Regions from separate parts of the Zea mays genome. Here region 2 is linked to region 1. The links are chromatin contacts, called in public Hi-C maps. All regions are on one chromosome and are shown on one strand. The core of a region is the stretch at or near the end of the contact, and the rest is flanking DNA. Distances in the headings are between cores, read along the strand shown. Region 1 holds the start of LOC100273017. Region 2 holds the start of LOC100272284.

Evidence for each region. Hi-C and Micro-C count contacts between places; a contact is called where the count stands out from the background.
Region 2: a contact with region 1 is called in a Hi-C map of leaf, with 6 times the contacts expected there. The contact joins the promoter of LOC100272284 here to the promoter of LOC100273017 in region 1. A contact is called at or near these places in 2 of 25 Hi-C or Micro-C datasets (ear and leaf).

The regions. Positions count from the first base shown.
Region 1 is chr2:175,683,126-175,689,083 of Zm-B73-REFERENCE-NAM-5.0, forward strand. It overlaps LOC100273017, which reads right to left and starts at 3,487. Exons shown (of 12, transcript NM_001147467.1): 1 at 3,308-3,487; 2 at 2,826-2,888; 3 at 2,504-2,587; 4 at 1,222-1,329; 5 at 960-1,132; 6 at 1-86. The coding sequence starts at 3,394.
Region 2 is chr2:176,285,876-176,291,833 of Zm-B73-REFERENCE-NAM-5.0, forward strand. LOC100272284 reads left to right here and starts at 3,031. Exons shown (of 2, transcript NM_001146771.1): 1 at 3,031-3,376; 2 at 5,000-5,958. The coding sequence starts at 3,094.

The DNA.
Region 1 (5,958 bases), core at 2,237-4,736:
CAGGTTCTGTCAAGTAGCTATCATCTCTATGAAGAGCCACTGCATGCCCAATGAAGTCTATCGTATTATCATCCAAACCATATTTTCTGAAAAAAGAAATTAGAACATAGGAGTTTGAGTAAACTGAATCCTAATTGGGCACCGGAACTTTTAGGTTCTGAAAAAACAGATAACATCATATATTAAGATAGGACCAGAAAATTTACTAACATAGGGATAGAACACAAGAATGCTCCTGAATAAAGAATTGTTCATAGTTACATAGCCTGTAACTGAATCACCGGAATTCTAATGCCTCTTTACTTATGCAATCGAAGGATGGTATTTGTGATGGTTAAAGTTATATGAACAGGCAAACAGAAGTTGCCTCCTGTTGGAGATAACTGATTCATTGCACAGGCTAACCCTAATGGGTAGCTATATATTGATGTACATGGGCCACATGGGCCTATACTCTAACACCTCCTTTGCCTTTCTCAATTCATCGGACTGATGATCATGGGTATATAAGTATAATTTTCTGAATCTAAATGACATACTGTACATGTTGGTCGGCCTCTCTATAGCCCAAACTCTTAAAATGGAATATCATGATGCAGCCTTAATGAACAACTGTTGGAGCTTTAGTAATTGCTTTTAAATGAACAGATAAAACTATAGAATCTGTTTATGCTTGCTTGGTCACTCAAAAACTATATTTCATTTTAGCAAAAGATGATCAATAATAGCATCAGTGAAGACTTCCAATATAACTTGGATAAAACAAGGTTTTATGTACATTGTTTCTACTTGAGAAAGTTGGTAACCAAAACACCATGTAACATGGAGCCACAGTAGAAAAAAGTACCAAGAACCTATGGAACTAAAAATTCAAATTGTATAAGCAAATACCCAATTTCATTCTAGTTATAAAAATATAAAAATTGTTAAAAAGGCATATAAGTGAAATAGGTACCCACGAGATAAGTTCTTTTGTCGTTAGTTTAGTAAGGTTGTAACCCTTATGAGTACTTGGGTCATTTTCCTTATAATCTTGGACATAAAGGAAGAATTTCCCAGCTCTTCGCTTCTCAAACAATCCCATCAGGGGAGACTTGAGAGCTTCCATGTCAGTAGAAGGAACCTTGTGGATCTGGAGCCCAAGAAAATAGATAAATGTGCTTAAAACGGTAAAAATGTTCATAAAAATGGAGTTTGTATGAATGAAGAAGGGGATTGAACCTTTCCCTTGTTGAAAACATAGCTTCCATCCACAGCTTTGAAGGACATGTACTTGGTGACACCAGTATGAATGAGCACACGAACCAAGGTACCATTTGCCATCATAAACTGGTCAAAATGGTAACTGTATTACATTATATGTCAGAATGTGGTTTCATAAAGCAATCTGGTAAGATATTCAGCCCAACCAACACTGCTCATGTTTTTGGACAAAACAGGCAGGAGCCCTATCATTCAACTAAGAAATAAAAGAGAGTCTACGAGAACCAGGAGAGCAGGTGCCAACCACTGCTCATTTTCGTAATACATCTTTTGTTTGACCTTTCATGACCTGAATTAATAAACTTAAAATAATAACTCTTTTAGTGTTATGTTTTAAGTGTTGGCAACGACTAATATGCAAGTAGTCATTAGGTGCAAGCGTGCAAGAAGAAATCTTGGTCCGTTAAATTTAGATCCAACTATGTGTCATATTTAGCACTTAAACCGTTCCACCATCACCTCGTCTAGCTTTATAAAAAAAACTAACAAACCAAGATTGCATTTGCAGTTGGATCTAAATCTAACGGACCAAAATACATGCTTCCACTCTTGCACTTAATGGTTGCTTGCATATTAGTCGTTGCCTTAAGTGATTAAGGTCCTATTTGGAACCCCTATAGCTAATAGTTAGCCAGCTAATAAATTATTAGTTGGACTGAACCAGCTAATAAACTAATTGTTAGCTGTGAGTTAGCTAACAATTAGATAAAATATTAGCCAGGGATGTTTGGAACCTCTACAACTAATTTTAGTAATTAACTATTAGCTGTAGAGATTCCAAACAGGGCATAATAAACTACAATTAATCATGTGAGTTGAAGCCACATTGAAACACGTCCAAGTGTAGCATGTTCTGGTTAAATACATAATTACATATATGGAAGTGCATCACAGATCCCACAGTTACACATATAACTATGATAGAAGTTCCAAGTTTATAGCCAATCTCAAGAAGCATTACTGCATGTCATCATTGCAATTGGGTCCTAGATATCTCAGTCCAATATACTATATACTCTCTCCGTTCCAAAATATAGTTCTTTATCCTCTTTTTTCTGTCAACATTCAAATGAATGATGATGAATATAGACATGTATACAAACTACGTTCATAAGTAAATTAATGAATATATATTTAGTCTAAAACGAATTATATTTTGGTACAGATAATAAAATAATGAAAGTAGATTTCCTGAAGAAATCAAAAAACAAAAAAAGTACTAAAATGGAAAAGACCAGACCTTTGGAACCATATCAACGTTGTAGTCTCTGCTAGCTCCTATGTGCGCAGGCGGTGTTTCTTCACCCTTGAACCGTTTCCAGAGCTGCAAATAGCAGTTTAATTTACAGCATAGTTTAGGACATCATTACGAACAGCAGGTAGAATCCAAAGAGCGCCTCATAAACAAGATAGACAAAAAAACCATGTGCATTGTTTATCATCAGGAACTTGCTATATATACAGGCGAGTCTCATGGATCGCCATTACCCACAACCTCAGAGAAATGAGGGGCGAGGCACTCCAAAATATCGCCAACAGACATATCAGCCTTGCATTGTCACCTGATTGAGATTGAGCGATGTGGAGTCTCCGCCGTAGTAGTCATTCCTGTCCATGTGCAACACCTGATGACATGCATGCAGAATTACGAATTAATGCGTTCGTCAGGACACCGTGATAATTACAATGCCCGCAAATATTGCCAGCTGCGTCACATGTATGTTTACCAGATCAATCAATACTATGATGATGACCGAACTGTTTATGAGTAAGAAAGACATAGTTTATTTTGGCGGTGTTAGTGTCTTGTCCCGGTAAATTGGTGACGAGGAAAGGCCGAAAATGATTCATTATTGTCACCTCGCCTTTTGTTTTTATTCATTAAGAGAGCTTGCATTTCAATGAAGTTTTCGATCCCGGCCAGTTTTAAAAAAAATCATACGGAAAATGGATAACCACCAGGGCGCGATCTTATTAGAAGTGGCCGACGACGGAGGGAGAGAGAGGAGGGGATCGATGGAGGCGTCGTAGTAGCGTAACGTACCTTGAGGCGGTCCACAGAGAGGAGGCCGCTGAGGATGCACTCCTTGAGCCCGGTGCCCAGCACGATCACGTCGTACTCCACATCCATGGCGCGCGCGCGGGCGGCGTCGCCCTCGCCCGGTCGAGAGATCGAGAAACGATGGAGGGAGGAAAGTGTGGATCTCCAACGGCTCGAGTCACGGTCGCCCAAAGAGGTCTGGACGTCTGGTTGCCGAGCGGGCTGCGGGCCGGCAGAGGAGGCCGCACGGACCACGGAGTGGGAGGGATGAAATGGAAAAAGGAAACCGACGGCACTGCGCGTCGCGGTCGCGGCTATTCGTCGTCTATGCTATGCTAGCGCAAGAAAAATCGCAAAACGCTTGACTTGGCCGAACGCGGTGCCTTCCTTAGAGCATCTCCAATAATGCCTCAAACTAATGCCTCAAATCGAAATATAGGGCTCTACACAGGAAAAACCACTCCAACAGTGCCTCAATTAAACAAATTTTGTCAAAAAACTATAGGGCACCATCTCAAGTGCCTCAAATATACTACACCGTAGTGGGCTGCCCTATAATCTAGATTTAAGGCTTTACTGTTGGAGCAGAGTGTTTTGTTGGTGCCCTAAATTCTATAAAATTTACTTATTTTTAAATTATAAGGCATTTTTATAGGTCACGTTGTTGGAGATGCTCTTAGCTTGCCCTCGAAGCAGTGCCGGTCCTGACATTTTGGAGGCGCAGGACAAGACTTATAAAAGAGGCCCTTTATAATAATTATAATTATATATATATCTCTACTATACTTATTAAGTTAGCAATAGTAGCCTGCCTTTTTGTGTTCTGCCATTCTGCGATCTCAGTCGTCCATTCTACCGTTCTACAATCTCAGCCGTCCAATCCCGCACACCAGTTTTCCGAGCCGTCCAATCCCGCACACCAGTTTTCCGCGCGCAGAAAAAAAAATCAAACCGTGGTTGCCTAGGGATCGAACCTTGGATCTATTGAGCAGAATGCCTAGCATTCACCCTCTAGCCAACATAACTCATGTTGAATTGTGTACAACTTCAACTAAAACGTCTTTTGTGTTTAACCCACCGTCCACTCTGTATGCTCACTGAGTCTAGAAAAACATTTAAAGCTTGGCCCCTGATCTTTCTAGAATTTGGGACGTAGTCCAGGAAATAAAGAAAAAAAGGGAAAATGAGTTTAGAAATTGATTTTTATTTTAAAAATAATTGCAGAAACCCATTTAATTCATGAAAATTTCATATTAAATCCAAATGGGTTCATTCCAATTTCTATAATATTATTTTTCTCTACTACTTGTTAAGTTAGCAATAGTAGCCTGCCTTTTTGTGTTCTGTCATTCTGCGATCTCAGCCGTCCATTCTACCGTTCTACAATCTCAGTCGTCCAATCCCGCACACCAGTTTTCCGCGTGCAGAAAAAAAATCAAACCGTGGCTGCCTAGGGATCGAACCTTGGATCTATTGAGCAGAATGCCTAGCCTTCCACCCTCTAGCCAACATGACTCATGTTGAATTGTGTACAACTTCAACTAAAACGTCTTTTGTGTTTAACCCACCGTCCACTCTGTATGCTCACTGAGTCTAGAAAAACATTTATAGCTTGGCCCCTGATCTTTCTGGAATTTGGGACGCAGTCCAGGAAATAAAGAAAATAGGGAAAATGAGTTTAGAAATTGATTTTTAGTTTAAAAATAATTGCAGAAACCCATTTAATTCATGAAAATTTCATATTAAATCTAAATGAGTTCATTCCAATTTCTATAATTCTATAATATTATTTTTATCACATAATACCTCTGTTTTGTCGTGAAAACAACAATAAAATTGATTTCCTAATTAATCATATATCAAATACATAGAAACTTTGGAAATTCGTAACTTCCCCATTTTAATTCCAAATTGAATCGTTCCAGTTGTGTTAGTCTCGTATGAATATTTACCACGCAGTAACAACATTGATTATACCATGTTTCATACTTTTATAATTAGATATTTATTTATCCTATGTTAATTGGGTTAATCTATGTCTATTGGATTAATTTATTTAATATATTAATATAGTATTCTAACTTTGTGGTTATACGATGTTTGACCATTAGTCTTGCAAACACACACTTACCTTTTTGTTTAAGCAAAAGCGTATGGTGGTACGTGTCCGATGACTAACGATGTACGAGAGAATTTCTTCCGGTATGTATGAAACGTGCTCTCTAATGAGACCATACAAATCGTGATATATATCAAAGTCTGCATGATACTGATGGTTGCAATGTAGTGGTGAAACAGATAGATTATAAATAACAAAATTTATGTATGGCCAGAATCACAAATTGATTATGAAACATTTTCTCATAACGGTATAACACATATTTTGTATATAAGTTATCGTAGTATACTGGTATTATATATTCCCGTTGCAACGCACGAGCATTCAGCTATCATGTATAGAAGTCTGCACGGTACTGTTGGTTGCAATGTAGTGATGAAATAGTTAGATTGAAATAACAAAATTTATGTATGGCTAGGATCACAAATTAATTACGAAACATTTTCACATAACAGTATAACACACATTTGTTCATAAGTTATCATGATATTAAATGTTTCCGTTGCAACGCACGGGCACCCACCTATATGTGTTT
Region 2 (5,958 bases), core at 1,781-4,280, 600 kb after region 1:
TAAAGTCAGGCATAACTTCTAGGTACGTTCCAAAGTTCTATATACATGTGTATACTCTCAACACGTTGCAACTAGTGATATGATACCACGTATGACATATATCATGTAGTGATCCAAACAACCTCATGGGTCAGTACTATGCGAATTATATGTCTGCGAGTATCTTAGAGTTTGCGGCAAGTTCAACAACAGCTATAAACAGTTGAAGAAGTCACTAAATTGGTGGGAAAAAGAAAAGATAGCCCATGAGACATCTGTAAGTTTACCATGGACAATTGTGTGCATGAAGGGACGTCGTTCTTCAATAAGGATAGTGAGTTATGGATGGTAGAAGAGTATGAGAAGCACATAAACTGGACCACCATGCTACGCCTTCAAGATTACAAGTGTCCCGACATCTTTTTAGGATTATCATGTCATGGTAGGTGATCGATGATTGATGTGTTGTAAAGCTAACATTTTAACTATTGATTAGCTTGAACATCGGATGTGATGATACAAGTATGCATATGTATATATCTATCTATGATTTGTATTTCTATTTATTGCCTTTCATTGGTGTTTGATTTGCAAGTACAGATCAAGTTGAATTCAAATTTATTATTTTTTAAAAACTGAAAATAGTTAATAGAGACGGGCAATTAACAAATAACCATCTCTGTTAAAAGTATTAACCGAGGCAGTTAGCATAATGCAACCGTCTTGGTTAAAGTATTAACGGAGGCGGTAATGTTAACAATAGCTAAGAGCAGAGCTATTAGCTTAATACGTTAAGATGTTTTTAATTAATCTTAGCAGTTAACTATTAGTTCTAGTACATCCAAACATGGCCTTTATAATCTGACTCCTCCGAAAAGTACGCGGATCAGAAAGCAGAAATGTAAGTTTTTAGAAACCCAACTTGTCCTTGTAACTCTGCTCCTGTCTCCATCAGCCGTGTGGTAAGTCAACTATGGCATGTGAAGGCAGCAAATAAATAAATAAATCAATCTGGTTTATCTTATATCGATTGAATCGCCATCGTTCCGGTGCAACGGAGAAGCGAGCTCCCGTCTTGAGACAAACGAGTTGCATTGGAAGTGTAATGGTGGGCCTGTGTTTATTTGCTCCTGGGTCTTTTGGATGCTTTTTGTTTTTGGTATATACGAAGGCGTAGTGATCAAGATCGTCACCAGATGCATCTAGGCCACTGAAAGACAAGAGGAACCTGCTTCAGTTGAGCTCGTTTCAAACCGGTTGGTTCGTCCGCATGGACTGGAGGATGAAGCGATCCAAGAGTGTTCCTAAGCTGAAGAGCTCGTCGTCTCCCACAAGCCCGACTGATAAAGGTAATAATTTGTCAGTTTGAATAATGGAAGTAATGCTAGCTCAAGAGGCCATGCATGCATCTCTCGTGTGATACTGCTTAGTATATTAATTAGGTTTCAGCCTTCTTTTTTTTATGGTCCTTCATACTGTGATTTAACTACTGATTTGTTAGAAACAACGTCGGCTCCGGATCCGTAAATCTATCGAGTATGTAAAACTACTGCAAAGAATTCTGTTGGAATGTTATCTCTGCACAATCTGCAGGGTCAAAGTAAGCCATCATCACTAATAAATGTTGTTTGGAAGTCGCCCTTAGCTAGACAGCAGATTTCGCCTTCTTATTCAAAACTGAATTGAATCATCTTCGGTTTCATGGCTCCCAAACTAGCTCTAGCTAGCTGTGTTGATCGGCCGGTTGGAGACGCAAACGTAGGGATTCTGAACAGGGAACTCTTGGAATGTCAAAAGGAGTCCTTTTGCTGGGCCACTGCAATAGCATCCGTACGTACGTGCCTTGGGAGGTGTCAATTTTTTCATACCGAATCATGCATGTTTATCCACAGGATAAAATGCATTGGTTACTAGCATAGTAGGGTTAAAGTGAGACCAAATTGCTTTTTTATTCAAAGTAGTATATACATGTTGATTGTCAGCAATTTTTTTTAATTGGACTATCAACATACTATAAACGATCATGTATATTGTCTATGCAAGAAATATTTATGCAGGGGCGGATGCAAAGGAAGGGGGGCTGCAGCCCCGCCCCATCGTGGGTTAAAAGCGTAGGAGTAGCTCTTCAAGCTAGCCTAGATGTTTCGTTCTACAACCCAAAACATGTTAGACAATCTATTTTTTACATCTTTACAATATGGATGACACAAAAATGATATATTAACAATCAGTTGTAAGTGACTAGTAATTTAGTATCATCCATATAGATGGTAAAAGATTAAATGTCTTCATTCGATACACACACATGCATCTAACAGGACAATCTATTTTTTACAACTTTACGAGATAGATGTCAAAAAATGATACATTAACAATCAGTTGTCAGTGACTGCTAATTTAGTATCATCTATATAGATGGTAAAAGATTAAATGTCTTCATTCGATACACGCGCACCATGACACTGGCCTCGTCTCAGTCTGTATCCTGTGTCTTAACCCTAGATGCCTGATGTCTAGCGCTCGCTCTACTCGTTAGTCGTTGGCTTGTTGTTGTCTGTCTGGTCGTTACCCTCTATCTCTTTCATGGCACGTCCACAGTCAACAGACATCCGCACCTACACTAGACTATAAGAGCTAATTTGGTGACAAGGGGATCCCGAAAGGATCGGAGGGGATTGAGGGGGAAATGAACTAATTTCCCCCTCAATCCCCTCCGATCCTCCCGGGATCCCGGATCACCAAATCAACCCTAAATGGGAAATTTACCATGTGACTGTCATTTTTAAACAAAGGTAACGAAATATTGTGAAGACATATTGATGGTCAAAGGTTCAAATAAAACTTGGCCAACAAGAATCTAAAACAACATATAATATAAGTGGAGGGAAAAATAAATACCATTATTCAGTTTCAGCCAGGGCCATTATGCTGTTGGAGTAGCACAGTACAGTGGAAACACAGCCCAACCCAACTGCCCAAGGCTTCCATTCCGTATATACAAATAAACCACCCACCGGTGTGTGCACTGCACCATCGCCTTTCTCTGCTCTTGTCTCCCCTCCATTTCCTCACGCGCCACCGGCAGCGCCAAGAGCCAGTCGTCGAGCTCTGCTCATGCTCATGCCGAGCGACCATCCGGAGCCGCCGGCCCTGGCGCCGTTGGATCTCGAAGCCCACCCGGCGCCGCCCCCGGCCAAGGGTGGCGGGGGCAAGATGCAAAGGCTGCTCAGGTCGGCCTTCAAGCGCGGGGAGGAGACGGACCAGCTGAGCCGGTCGGCTTCCGAGTCGTCGTCTTCGGCGGGGAGCATCGGCCGCACGCCGTCTGGAAGGCGGGCCGGCCGGCGCGGCGGCGACGTCGACGGCGACCGCTCCAGTCGCGAGAGTTTCGAGGCCCAAGGTGAGACGCTCGTGGTTGCTTGTTTTCAGCGGAATTTGCTCGGTTGATTGATCGCATCTGGATTCTCCCCCTTTTTTTCAGCGAAATTTACCGAGCCTTTTAGAAGGCGTATATACTAGATAAAGAAATTAAGCACGTGATGGGCGGCCTTTGTTCATTTCTGCTCTTCCTCTGATATATGTTCATTCGGCGGTCGCAGTTTTCGATCGTTCTCCGACAAATTGATAGGGATTGAAAAAGAAAAGAGAGAGTGCAATTTCGTTCTCATTCTCATAACCGAGTCTGAATCACCCGCATCTCAATTTAGAAAAAAAATATATAGGAGTTCAACTGTGAATCGCACAGATTGAAATACAACCTGTGTCTCGCGGCCATTGGGTTGTCATGGCCTTGTTTGGATGCTGATATTTCCAAGGCTCTTAAATAAACTTAACGATATGCCTTTCCGCAATCATAGATTGGTCACGTACTGTACTGGGATTATATAAATATTGTGGTATGTAACATCGTACTCCTCATTGGTAGTTCAGAAGAAACCAAATAAAGACAGCTAGGACCATCTTCTTGGAAGTTGCATGACCTTGTCAACCTTTCTTGCTACTAGAAGCAGTTTAATCATCCATTCAGAGAGAGAGAGAGAGGGCCTCAACATGTTGCAAATTTTACTGCCTACCGTACCACAGGAGAAAACTGAAACAAACTGTCGCTTCTAATGAAGCTCTTATTGCCCCGTGTGAAACAGTTTGGACATGACAAATACGTCCCTTTCCCTCGTGCTGCTTTCTCAGCTCGTAAAGTCTAACAAGCAGGTACTGGCCATTTATTCTGCCAGCCCTTTTAAGGTTCTAGCTCCTCGGGACCCATGAGTGACACCGAATTGGCGGCTTATAGTGCTTTGGCAGCAGTCCACATCCATTAGTCAGTCCCTTTCTTATGGGGGTCGCGCATATCCCATGAGAAGACAGTGGTGTTTATTTATGTGCTCCTATACTTGCCAGTAGTTATGATAAACAGATTGTCTTATGTTATTTTTTCCCCAAATCGCAGTATAAATGCAGAAACTTATGCACTTTCTAAAGCTTTTTTTAAAGCCAGTTTGGGGAATAGGAATGAGGAGATGATTATGTTGCTAACAACATGGTGGCAAGCTTCTTTCTCTGTGATCTGTGAATGAAAGAGGGCAAACTGGCTTTCGCATCTTTAGAGTTTTAAGTAGTAAATTGCAAGCGTGTTTTGAGGTCTGTGACATTGTGAACGTCGAAGAACCAAGTACCAAGACCACATCTGTTTTTCATGTGGTCAGCTTCTTGTGGTGTGGGTATATATTTTACTACCTGTTGATCCTGGATCCAAGGCTTGCTCCAGCGCTGCATTTTTCAATCTTTGTACAGTTTTCTATTTCCATCATGCATAAACCACGTAGCTATAGGTTGCAAATTGACTCCTACGATACAACAATATAATCTTGGGCATTGCCGCAAAGAGTTGAATACGCAGGATTCCAAAAAGAAACGCTACTGCCCGTACTGCAGTCTGAATTTTTTACATCTAAAAGTAAATTTTTTTTACAAGTGATTAATGAACAATTGCCCTGATCGATATGCTATGAGCCTATGATTTAAGGTTCTAAGAACGGCAAGCTGCTCTCTGCGCTGCGCGACGCCAAGATCGGCCACGCGTACGAGCCGTTCCCGTGGGAGAAGAAGATGAGGGAGCTGCTGCCGGTGCCGGAGGCGAGCAGCTTCCTCTCGCTGCTGCTGCTGCCCAAGGCGACGGACGGGTCCAACACGCGGTACAACGCGCTGGAGGACACCCTGGCGCGCGCGGACGCGTGGCTGCTGTCGTCGCAGGCCTCGGGCGTGCCCGTGGTGTTCATGAACGTGCAGACGGAGGCGCTGCTGACCAAGATCTCCGGCGAGACGGCGGTGTCGACCGTGAACATGGCGTCGCTGTCGGACCTGGCCGGCATGGCGAACGCGAGCCTGTACGGCTTCGAGGACTACCACGGCGTGGACATCGGCGTGGTGCGGGCCGTGCGGCTGTGGTACACGGCGGCGGCGGGCGAGGCGGCGCTGGAGCTGCGGCTGTGCCCGGGAGACACGCGGCTGGGGTTCGCCATCAGCCGCACCGAGGAAGGGTTCATCTACGTCTCGTCGGTGGCGGAGGAGGGCACGCCGGGCGTGGCGTCGGCGCGGTCGGGCCTGCTGGAGCTGCACCGCGCGGCGCGCGGGGCGTCCAAGCTGCTGGTCGTGTCCCGCGTCGGCGGCGAGAAGGTGCTGCCCTGGATGGTGTCCACCGCCGGGAACGTCAAGTGCTTCGACACCGTGTCGCTGAGCCAGAAGCTGTCGCTGCACCGCCACGCGCTCCGCCCCATCACGCTGCATTTCCTCATGTGGGACCGCGACCTGGCCGCGGCGCTGGCTAAGGATGCCGACGTCGAGAAGCCGCCACCTGTGGTCCTGCTTCCATCCGTGGCGGCGGCGGACGAGCTCGACGGCGACAGCAGCGGCGGGCCGGGGCTCGATGGCAAGGACTCGAGGGACTCGTCGTTCAGGTTCCAGAACATCGACCTCCCGGACAGC